Regions from separate parts of the Mus musculus genome. Here region 2 is linked to region 1. A link is a contact called in public HiChIP or PLAC-seq data. All regions are on one chromosome and are shown on one strand. Each heading gives the region's core, a stretch centred on a gene start, on an enhancer-like site or on the middle of the called end of the contact. The rest is flanking DNA. Distances are from core to core; before and after follow the strand shown.

The links. HiChIP or PLAC-seq counts read pairs in DNA pulled down with a chosen protein or histone mark.
Region 2: a contact with region 1 is called in an H3K4me3 HiChIP or PLAC-seq map of neural tube, with 2.9 times the contacts expected there. The contact joins the enhancer-like site here to the promoter of Arhgef26 in region 1. A contact is called at or near these places in 5 of 484 Hi-C or Micro-C datasets (the C2C12 cell line, embryonic stem cells, epidermal suprabasal cells and 2 more), 4 of 115 datasets of contacts at active chromatin or transcription factors (embryonic stem cells, neural tube and stem cell-derived neural progenitor cells) and 3 of 9 other capture datasets (adipose tissue, liver and pancreatic islet).

What each region holds. Positions count from the first base shown.
Region 1 is chr3:62,335,456-62,341,556 of GRCm38.p6, forward strand. Arhgef26 (Rho guanine nucleotide exchange factor (GEF) 26) reads left to right here and starts at 3,322. Exons shown (of 14, transcript NM_001081295.1): 1 at 3,322-5,118; 2 at 5,889-5,928. The coding sequence starts at 4,042. Gm33923 (a long non-coding RNA gene) reads right to left here. Exons shown (of 3, transcript XR_375701.3): 3 at 5,563-6,101.
Region 2 is chr3:62,376,488-62,382,588 of GRCm38.p6, forward strand. It overlaps Arhgef26 (Rho guanine nucleotide exchange factor (GEF) 26), which reads left to right. Exons shown (of 14, transcript NM_001081295.1): 4 at 1,101-1,157; 5 at 4,344-4,504. Among named protein-coding and RNA genes, the nearest start is that of Gm33923, 31 kb to the left of the region's middle. Within about 2 kb of position 3,829, at least 10 of the 459 cell types and tissues checked have an H3K27ac peak or open chromatin away from gene starts, as enhancers often do. A contact at or near this core is called in neural tube, where this site is marked.

The sequences.
Region 1 (6,101 bases), core at 2,072-4,571:
CCATTGCTCAATGTACCCGTTCATTTCAATTTTAAAGAGTATTTAGTCCTGCTTTTCAACTTCTCTGAAATTGGAATGTTTCTTGAAAGCAGTAATTGGCCAAGTTACTGTGATGAGAATACACACACACACACACACACACACATACACACAGAGAGAGAGAGAGAGAGAGAGAGAGAGAGAGAGATCCATGTAATTATATTGAATTAAAGAATTACAATATGGCTATTAGTGGCTAGAAAGGAAATACCAGACACTGAACTATAACATGTTCATAAGAAATATTGTCTTGGTTTCACTTTTTGCACACATTCTTTCTCTGTGTACCTGATTGTCCTGGAACTTGCTCTGTGTTCCAGGCTGACCTTGAACTCACAGAGATCCACATGCCTCTACCTTCCCAGTGCTGGGATTAAAGGTGTGTGCCACCACACCCACACCAGGCACTCACCAAGGTCTGACACTATTACTGATACTCTGATATGCTTGCAGATGGGAGACTGGATGGATGACCTCTGAGAAACCCTACCAGCAGCTGAGACAGACACAGATACTTATACCCAACCATTGGACTGAAGTTGGAGACTCCTGTGGTTGAATTAGGGGAAGGATTGGAGAAGCTGAAGGGGAGGGAGACCCCATAGGAAGACCAGCAGTCTCAGTCTCAACTAACCAGGATCCCAGGGAGCTCCTGGAGACTGAGCCACCAACCAAGAGCTTGCATGGGCTGGTCCTAGGCCCCTGGCACATATTGAGACAGCATAGGTCTGCCTGGTCTGGCCTCTGTGGGAGAAAACATGCTTAATTCTCCAGAGACTTGCCCCAGGGAAGCAGGAGGCCTGGTGGCTGAGGAGCACCCTCTTGGAGGCAAGGGGGAGGAGGAATGGGATCAGGAATTGTAGGAGGAGAGACTGGGGCAGGCGGGGTGGGATGGGAGGGTGGGGGTAGAGGTGGGGGGAGTGGCAATGACTGGAATGAAAATAAACAAAATAAAATTAAAAGAAATAAATAACTTAAATAAATTCTACAAAATAGAATTAAATGGGCTATTCTGTATAGCTAAAATATAGTAAAATTTTAGATTTGTGTTAAATAAATCCACTGAACTAGAAAATGTAAAAAAAAAAAAAAGGAGAAATATTGTACTATTGGTGCTCTTTTTTAGGGGAAAACCATGCATATTAGTAGCTGTGTGAAAACAAAAGTATTCTAAAGCAATAGTATAAACCTCAACCAATTCACTCTGCTTATATTTTACACTTTGTATATGTGCACAAAAGAAAAAATTTTGACTAAGCTAATCTAAAAAATATCTTTTCAGTAAGTATAAAGAATTCCTTATGATGCTGCATTGTGTCATATTTTAATTAACTAGCTTTGCAATTCATATATTGTAGTTACGGTTTCTATTACTGTGACAAAATCCTATGCCAAAAAAGCTAGTTGGGGAGGAAAAGGTTTATTTGGCTTATACTTCCATGTCACTGTTCATCACCAAGGGAAGCCAGGACAACAACTCAAACAGGGCAGTGTCCTGGAGTCAGGAGCTGATGCAGATGCAGAGGCTGCGGAGGGGTGCTGCTTCCCAGAACCACCAGTTCCAGGATGGCATTGCCCACAATGGGCTGGGCCTTCCCCCATCAATCATGAAGAAAATGCCTTTCTGCTGGACCTTACAGAGGCCTTTTCTCAATTAAGGTTCTCTCCATTCAGATAACTCTAGGTTGTATATTAAAGATGATATAAGACTAGCCAGCACAGCAACCAACTGACTACGCCTTAGATTTGAAAATATATAATAGATTAAATGGAGGCTAAAATACACAGTCTGTGTGCTTGCCAATTTTCCTTAGTTTGTTGTTTCGATGCTGTTTGGGGAGTAGGCTGTTGCTCAGGACGGAGGTGAGCAGACTGTGACTTCTTCATCACAAGTCACCACAGCTCAAGAACCCATGTGACCTACAGGGACATTAACTTCTCAGGCCATTCTCGAAGTCTTTAAACTTTGATCACAGACTGCACTCTGATCCACGTTAAACCTGCCACTTATAAATCTCCACAACTTTCTGAAGTTAAATTTATTATATAAAACTAATATTATTGATATGAAAATCCCCTACAGCAAGGCTCCATAGATGAACATAGAATCCACTTATTTCCGTATGAAATTGTTAGTAAATCTTCTCAAAAATGATTTCGATATACATTTTGATTCCATTTGTTCGAGTTCAAAAAAGTTTCTGAGATCAAAGACCTTCACTGTGTCACTTTGGTAATTATAGAAAAACATAAAGAACCACCCTTCCTTTTGCCACCCAAAGCAGAAAGAAGCATGGCTTTAAACAGTGGGCACTCACATGAACTTTGAACACTTGGAGCCTGCCCTGTGTCTTGCTAACAACCAATTCTACAGATCTCATCAACCAAAATCATGTCTTCTCAGGTCGTACATACCTGGAATTTCACCAAGACATAGCCAACTTGGCAACCAACATCTAAAAGATATCACTGGCCCAGTTCATTTCTCTTATTCATCTACTTCCAAACTCCACAGATATTTATCACTTACTGTGTGCATGAGTCACAAATATAACCCCTGCCCTCTTCAAAACTACAATGCAAAGGCAGAATAGATTAAGCACTAATACACAGACATATAACTAAGCATTCAGATTTACAAATTTCGGTTAATGTGAAAAAGAAAGAGATCAGGTGGTTGGGGAAATCGGGGGTAATTCCAATGAAGTGACAAACCAGAAGGCCAAGAAATAAACTTGAAGGCTCTAAGACTGTGGACTTGGCTTGACTAGATAAAGCTAGTGAAAAAAGACTAGATTGAAGGGGTAGGCCCAGCCTCTTAATCTCTAATAAGGATTTGGAATTTACTTCTTGTTCGATATTTTATTCTACATACAGATTTTCAATTTATATTGTACACAACTACACACTAATAAATATTTTGTATTTTGTTTACTTTTACTGTGTGACTTTCAAACATACAGGGCACAAAGATTAGGACATTAGGACATGTAGAGTCATAGTCCACCTGGCCTCTCAGTCTCCTCTGAGTGCATACAAGCAAATCTGTCTGTAGTCCACACATTATTGCAAGCAGATGAGTGAGAGCCCGGAGTGAGGTTCAGTTTGACGCCCACAAGTGGCCCAGTGAAGTGTCGCAGCAGCACCAAGCTCCGAAGTGTTTCACCCTTCCAACCTTCCCCTCCAGGTCTAGGGATGATCAAGAAGCCCTTTCTCTGCTCTCACGACCATTCCCACGCAGTGTTCAGATCTGCGACCGCGCCCTCCAGCTGGCCCGTAGGGCGGCCGCCCGCGCTCCTGCATTCTTGCACTCAGGGTCTGGACAGGCAGCTCAGGTGTGCGCGTCCCGTTTACAATCACTGAGCGCACTCCGGGAAGGCAGGGGCGGGAACTCCTGGGCGCCTCGGTGCGAGCTTCCCCGGCGTGCTGGGGCGGGGCGTAGCGCGGGGGCGGGGCCGGCGCCGCGGGCCTCTGCTGTCCCAGGCTGAGCGGTTGTCTCCGCGCTTTAGTAAGGACCCAGGCCACCCTCGGGGACAGGGAGTACTCCTTGGTCTGTGCCCCGGAAGGGTGAGCGCGCTGGAGACCGCATACCGGGGACCGGGTGGACTGGCGCGGGGCGGGCGGCTAGATGGAGACGCGGGGGAGCGTCCCACGGCGAGCTGTCCCAGCCAGCTGAACTCTTTCCAAGGGTCCTGCGGTGGCGGCGAGCTCTCTAGGTGCCGGCGGGCTTGGGGGGCGGGAAGGACGCAGAGGAGACGGGATTCATCTGATCAACTGCGGCTCGGATCTCAGTCCTCGGTCGGGAAGCTTGGCGGGAGACGCTGTGCCCGAGAAAGGGCGGGTAAGTGCGGCGCTGCCGAGTCCCGCGCGACACCCGTGTGACCGCCGGGCTGGAACCCGGTTAGGCTCCCAGACAAGACTAGTTGTCCGGAGGCAAAGTTCCTTTCTCTTAGGCAACCTGAGCAGCTTTCCTCCTCTCGGGGCTGGCTCAAAGGCCCCGCTATGGACGGCGAAAGCGAGGTGGATTTTTCCAGCAACGGCGTCACCCCTTTGTGGCGGAGACGGTCCACCCCTCCGCTCCAGTTGCTCAGCCGGAGCAAGCCGCGGCCACAGTCGTACCAGAGCCCCAGCGGGCTGCTGATCACCGACTTCCCTGTGGAGGAGCTGGCTGCCCTTCCCACGCCGCAGACTCCGGTCCGCGTACCCGCCGACCCGGACGACAGGACGGTGTCCAGGAGCCCCCAGCTTCTGAGCGCGCATCGGAGGCCGGTGACCAATGGTCGCACGGTGTCCCCGGACTACAGAGCTGCTTCTCCTCGACTCCGACGGCCCAAGTCACCCCTGGTTTCTTACGCGGCGTCGGGCGGCTCCCCGAAGTCCACTTCTAATGGCACCGTGGCCTCGCCCGCGGCGCTGTTGTCGCGCGCCTCCCGGACTCCGGACACCCCGGCCTCTTGCGCCACCGATGAGGACTGCACCGGGGTGACTGCCAGTAAGGTATCTTCGCCCATTGCCAATGGCCTTGCCCATAAAACCGACTCATCTGGCCCAGTATCACAAACTGGTCAGCCAGCTGGGGACTTGGAGCTGGCCCCCTCGAGACTCTCTCCTGCTCTCCCACACAAGTCTTCAGAACAAAAACTGCCACTCCAAAGGCTGCCCTCCCAAGGGAATGAGCTCCCAAACCCTTCCGTGGTTTTGAGTACCAACAGCCCGGCGGCCCTCAAGATGGGAAAGCAGCAGATTATCCCAAAAAGCCTTGCCTCTGAAATTAAACTGAGTAAATCCAATAGTCAGAACGTGGAGTCCCATAGGAGGCTTCTCAAGGTGCGCAGCATGGTGGAGGGACTGGGAGCACCCTTGGGCCACGAAGGGGAGGAAGGCGAAGTCGACAACGACATGGACAGTCCCGGCTCCCTTCGGCGAGGCTTGAGGTCCACGTCTTACAGAAGGGCAGTGGTCAGCGGCTTTGATTTTGACAGTCCCACCAGCTCAAAGAAGAAGAACAGAATGTCCCAGCCTGTCCTGAAGGCCGTAATGGAAGACAAGGAGAAGTTCTCTAGCCTGGGAAGGATAAAGGTAGGACTGGGCAGGCTCACATGCCATTCATTAAATCCAGTGTGAACGTGTTGGGAAAGAATTGAATGCTCATGGCACATGAATTTAATTCATCTACCCAAATCATGGAACAGTGCATTGCTTTCTATTTATTTGAGTCACCATGTCCCATGTTTGTGTTTTATTATTATTAATCAATGAATGTTTTTGACAAACTAATAGCTTAGAACTTGTGTGAGGGTGTGAGGTATTGTGCCCTGATATGGGCCTAGCAGTTGTCCTTACTCAATATTCTTGTTTTCTACCGTTGATCTAAAGGAAAAGGGACAATCAGAGTGGAATGTTTTGGAGTAGATCTAAGCAATAGAGCAGTCACATTCCCCCCCACTTTTTTTTCCTTGATTAATCAGACGACTGGAATCAGTCTATAGAAATGTCACACATGCAATACACAAGCAAGCCTGTTTTATTTTAGACATACAGTCTTAAAGGAAAGACATTACATAACACTTTTATGTGCCCCTCCCCCCAGCTGTCAGGGAGAGTCAGTCACCAGGAGAGTGAATCACAGTGAAATGAGTGGGACCACTGGTCATTTGAGGATTCTTTCTCTAGTTTAACGGGGACACTCTACACTTTATTTTATTGTTGTGGTTAACTGCCATGGGGATTCTTGGCCATGTGCTTTTGGAAGTCTGAGGGAAATAGCAGAAAGGGGCTTTTGACTTAAAATAGCTGTACTTACTTGGCTTATTCACACACATTTTCTCTCCATTTTGTTTTTCTCTTAGAAAAAAATACTGAAAGGACAAGGAACATTTGATGGGGAAGGTAAGCATTTAATTTTCCAGACTTTTATTGCAGCTTCAATATGGTACATCAATTATAAGTTGAAACCTAACTGCAGTAACAAGGATACTTGGGATGAAAAAAAAAACAAGGATGCCCAACTTTATCTTGGATTATCCAGCACAGAGCTGTGTTCACCCAGCTAACCTTGTTTA
Region 2 (6,101 bases), core at 2,579-5,078, 42 kb after region 1:
AGTACTCTAATGGTGATGAATAGGATAGCCGAACACAAATTTTTATATTACACTATGAAATTTTTGTGGGGAATTGTCATAAAAATATGATTTCAAGAAGAGAAGAGAACAATATGAACTGTCCAACTGCTAAGGAAATTGGTTTGTTTTACACGGATGATAATGGATATCAAATAATTACAATTTTATGTTACTTTGGGTGAATTTTAAAAACCTGAGGTTGTAATAGTTATCAGACATGTTCTTTTAGGTTTTTAAGTTTATGATGAGAAAGGTTAGGTATCAGTTTAATAAAGAGGCATGAGAAACAGTTCTTAAGGTTTTAGGGTCCTGTTTCATTGCTATAGATATCTCACCTGAAAGGAACAGCTCTGTAATCCTCAGGGTGTGGCTGTCTTCATGACAGCCTTCTGCTATGTGAACCTTTGGCTGGAAGACAAGGAAGTGTTAAGTGTGCCAGAAGAAAAGCAGGGCCCTGCTTCTTGGAGTTGTTGGCCACCTTCGTTCTTGGATTTAGAAACTGGATATTGATGGGAGTTCTATCAGTCAGATAGGTGTGTAGTGGAGATGAGCATTTCAGCCACTCCACAATGACACCACAGCTTTATGGCAAGTACGTGGATGGTACTTTCGTGTCTCAGAGACACTGCGGCTTCCAAACGCACAATCAGATTGATGTCCTTGCTTGCCAGTTAAGTCTGCTGAGACCACAGTTGCCTGACAAGATGGTGGGAAGAGCTCTCTGAAGAACCCTGACAGCCTTGTGGTTAATTGATAAGATGACTTCTTTGTGTAAACTTGGACAGTTAGCTCTCAGAGCCGTCAATCCTTTTATTTGATTTCTGATTTCTCCTTTATGACTTGGATGTAATTTGATATTATGGAACTAGCCAGAACTAAAGACTAAAACAAAAATTTGAACAGGTGCCACTGTGTTCTTTTCTTTTTTTCTTTTCTTTCTTTTTTTTTTTTTTGCATTGAACTATGCTAATTCTACATCTTGCATGGTTTCCTTTAATTCATTTTTAAAAAGCATGCTTTATGTAGAAAGCAAGCAGTTAAGTTCAGTGAGGTAAACTCTGCTTTGTCTTTTCTTCTAGGTGAAAAGAAATGGGCTGTCTCAGACAGTGAGCCAGGAGGAAAGGAAGAGACAAGAGGTATGTCAGTAGGACTGTAGGACTGTAGGACTGCAAACACACACACACACACACACACACACACACACACACACACACACACACACATATATTTCGGTCTTCTCCTACTATATGTCCAAGGTTTGAAAATATACTGTTCTCTTTCCATGAACATAGCAAGTTTTATCTTTGAATGAAGCTTCACATGTCTTAGACCCCCTTGAACAGAAAAAAATTATAAATGTCTCTACAGCATTTACATTGAAAGGACAAAGGGCATCGAAGAAATATGTTGAAATACAGACTTTAGATCCTGGGGCTGAAAAAGCCAAAATAAGAATCCAGTGCTTGTTTTAGTCTCTACACAACACACCCTGATCATGCTGTCAACACTGCTTGGAGAAAACTTGGAAAAGGATATGGGTTTATGGAATATCTTTGCAAACTTTCTGTAAATTAAGAAGTATTCCCCAAATGAAGTTCACTTAAAAAGATAAAAAAAAAAAAAAAAAAAGGCAGGGCAATAGGACTTTATAACTTGGAAATTAAATCAGTACAGCTTAATATTTTTGCTTTTCTTGCTTTGCTTGTTTTTGAGACACGGTCTTACTGTGGAGCCCTGTCTTTCCTAAAACTCGCTATGTAGACCAGGCTAGCATCAAACTCACAGACATCCATCCTCTGTTTTTGCCTCCGCAGTGCTAAGATCACACAAATGCACTGCCACTGCCTGGCTTTGCTTGTTCTTCTAATAGTCTGAACATGTCACGTTACCTCACGATATGCATCTTAGTATGTGTCCATGCACATGCTTTGACATACGAGTAAATTAATTTGGCACAGACACACCAGTCTCCTTGTCTTATTCAAGTGGCATGGAACAAAGGAGCAATATGGGTGCATAATAACAACATTCTTAAGTTGAAAAAGGTTGAAGAATATAGCATAGCATTTGAGGGGACCCAGAGGTGAAATTAACAGATGCAGAACATCTCATTTTTCCCCACAGTTTTCAAAGATAATAAAACATGATAGAAAGCTTGGGTTTTTCCTTAACTCAATTTCTTTATTCCACAGAGAGAAGTTGAATTGCATGTTGCTGTGTGTTCTTCAATCTCCATTTTAAAATCATGAGTTCCATATGCATATATATACACTAAACGTTGTACTACTTATTTTTCACACTCAGTATATTTGGGGGTTTTTCTGTGAAGATCATTTTTGGGTTTTTTTTTTGGTATTGTTTTTGTTTTTTGTTTGACACAGATTTTCTCTGTGTAGCTCTGGCTGTCCTAGAATTCACTTTGTAGATTAGGTGGCCCTGAACTAACAGAAATCCATTGCCTTTGCTTCCCAAGTGCTGAGATTAAAGGCACGCCCAACCACCCCCTTGCCTATGGAGGTCATTCTTTAAGTCTCTGTATGGCGTCCATCTCTTCGGATTACTTAGATTCACTAAGCAATTGCAGAGAGGAGGACTTTTTTTTTTTTAATATTGGGGAATAAATGATACTTCTCTTTCCTTATATATTCAAGAATTTCTCCAAAGTTTGAAGTCTAATGAAAATAAAAAAATCCAACTTTTAAATCTTATGCGTTTGAATTTTGTCTGTTTCTGTTGAATTCTAAGTGTCTGATGGGATGCTTCAGTCTCACACTCGTACCTCCTGTCTCTTCGTCAGGCTAACCCTTGCTTGCTCTGCCGTAGTCAGTGCCTCTTCAGTTACACAGTCAACCATTGTCACCATAAACTCTCCCACAGAGGAGTGAGCACTTGCCTTTGCGTGTGATCTCTGCTGTGGCGTTCAATACATCTTTTGTCTGTCTTTGTATTTTGGGTGTGAGTGTTGAAAATATTTGAAGTCATTCCAAAGCCCCAAATACATTAAGCATCTATTACCATTAGTTTTGTTCAGGAATGGAGAATTTTCTTTAGTTTCTTTTTCTTTTTCTGTGTATTTATTTATTTATTTACTTTTTATTTCTTAGGGACAGTTTTGTTGATTGTATAATCTTATACAAGGTCCAAGCTAACTCTTAGTGCTCCTACTCTTTAAAATGAAAAATTTTAAATCGTTTTTAAAAAATAATTTTCTAAAAAAAGAAAAAGAAAAAAATTTTAAAAATGCAAATTTTAAAATAAAACTTTTAAGTAGTTATGTCCATTATTCCCTTAGCTGAGGTTAGACCAGCATTTTAAGGTCAAGGCCTCCAAAACCTTACAGATATTAAAAAGGGCAGCAAATGTTGACATTAGCTCTGCTAACTTGATGTAGGAGATACATTCCGTTGTGCAGCAGCTGGGAATCCACCTGCCTGTGTCTGTCCTCCTCCCACCTAGCTGCTTTCCTCTGTGCTCTTGGGGCAGGGGCTTGAAGGAAACAAGACCTAGAGGTCAAGGTACCCGGCTTGGAAGAATGTTTACACATAACACTCCACCCCACATACGGAGAAATTCCTCAAGCATTCCCCTTAGTAAAGAATCTAAGTCTGACTTTGTTGAAGTGGTAGATGAATTCTTTATACAGGGCGTTGGTGTCTCTAGATGTAGCCTGGCATTTCATCATCCATAGTTATCAGAAACCTGTGTCTGTCACCAAGAGTCTCTGCCGAGGGTGCCTTGCTCCCCCTCGAGACACTGGGGAGGGTAGAAGGGTGGTTTGTTGAACAGATGAAATTGCTTTCAGTTGTATGAGTTATATAAAGGAATTCCTGTGGCTGCTGAGAACCTTCTCGGGGTAGGTGCAGGCATGCCACACAGTATTTGCTGCTGTCGACTGCAAATTAGTCATATTAAGACACACAGAGAGATGGAGCAGGAGAGGGGAGCGAGGGGACAGTTGTGAGTAGATGATCGTAAATTCTCATTCTCCCTGAAGCAGTGCACTTTAAAGGCAGGGCTGGAGGAGATGACCCCAAAGGTTAATTAGTGTCACAGTGAGATTTTATGACATGCCCTATTTCCTTCCATAGATTGTACCCTGTGGCAAAGGCATGACCTCAGGACCTGGTAGAAAGTCATCCTGACTCTTCCACTTCTCCTTATGTGCAGATGGTTACAGTCCTCAGTTTGGGTACACATGCCTTCTCTGAAGACGGTAGTTTGGTCATGAAGTTCCCATGCCATTCCTGTAGACAACAGTGGAGCCTGTGTTTAGTTCTTCAGTTGAAATGATTATTGACATAATTTATTTTTTTCTTTCCCAGGCAATTTTTGAAGTCATATCATCAGAGCATTCTTATTTACTCAGCTTGGAGATCTTGATACGGATGTTTAAAAACTCTAAGGAACTGACTGATACAATGACTAAGACCGAGAGGCATCACCTTTTCTCCAACATTACCGATGTCTGGGAGGCCAGCAAAAAGTAAGTGGTCCTCAGTGTTCCTGTGGCCAGTCTGGGGCAGCACATACCAGGCCACACCTGTGTCCTCTGCCAGTGGGGTCTGGAAGTCTCTGGACCACCCAACTGGCTGATGTCCTTATATCTTGAAGTCAATTTTAAGATGTGTCTCGAGTGGCCCATTTAGATAGTCAGCATCTGCCCTTGCTACTTGTCTCAGCAGGGAGCTACCTCAGGTCTGTTTCTCTGCATCTGTTTCTCCCTTCTCTTCTGTTTACAGGAGCAGGCAGAAGCCTGTTCTGGGCGAGAGAGGCTTGTTCTTTGGATGCAGTCTTTGGGTAGACTCTAACAGAGTGTTTCATTGCTTTGCTTTTGCGTCTTCCCACAAGAGGTTGCTATCTTTTGTGATACTTTTGCATACATTCAAAAGCAGATTTGCTTCTTTTCATTTAAATATTTTCAGGTATACACAGATGAAATTTTACTGATAGTAGTGTTTAGTAAGGAAAAACATTTCCTTTTTTCTTTATAGTTTTATTCTATGTGGTTTTTTATGTGTGTATAGGTGTGTGTGTGTAATAGGTTCATTTATTCGAAAACAAAGACATCACAAAAACTTATATGGTAAGGATTCCCTTTGTGTACTGCTTGCTGGCCACCTGAAAAGCATCTAGAGCAAACGGTCCTTCCTTCTTATGTACGTATCCTACAAAATAGATGATGATTTATATAAGAAAACAAACTTTTTCTCATTTTTGATCAATGGTAATATTGTAGAAAATGATTCTTCTCTATCCCCCCCCCCTTTAAGCTAAGTTTTACAAGCCATTACATGTCTATACTTAAAAGTCTCTCCCTTTTAAAAAGAATACTTTTTCATTGCAAAATATTTATCAAAGTCACCAGATCATGAGTTCTGCAGCCGTTCTCAGAGTGGGTGCAGAACATAGTGGGTGCTGATCCCTCTTAGATCTGTCAGGTCAGTAAGGACTGCGGAATGCTCTTTCTCTAGTCCAGTGTGCCTTGTTCATGCAGTAAGGTACAGTTCTCTCGAAGGGAAATGGACATGTGCCTGTCAGTGTACCCAGTGATGGCCTTGCTTTGTTGTTGATGTCCAAGTTTTTCTAGTTTTAGTCTTAGTAACCTCTGGCCTTCTTGCTATGTAGTATTTCAAGATCAGTTTTATAATTCTTGCTCTAGATCTAGAGTCAGCTGAAGAGCCTTAGTAGCATTTGATATTTTGAAAGAATTCAGGAGGTGGTCATTGCTGGATGGTTTTTTTGACCTTCAGTAGATAACCAAACACCAAAAAGTCCAAATTCACATCACACCTATAGAATAAGGTGTGTGTGTGTGTGTGTGTGTGTGTGTGTGTGTGGTCTATACATAGTCTAAGCCCGTCAAAATACATGCACTAATTGTGCAATTTTAATATGTGAGTTTAAGCTCTGTAAAGCTTACATAGTTTTACCAAACCAAGAAGCCCATCTTCTCAACCACGCTGCTCCCTCCTTGTATACTCAAATTTTTAAAAATGCTGAGTTTTATCCCATTTATTTTGGGGGTAGGGATGCGGTGTGGGTCAGAGGATAACCTACAGGAATAAGTTTTCTTTCACCAT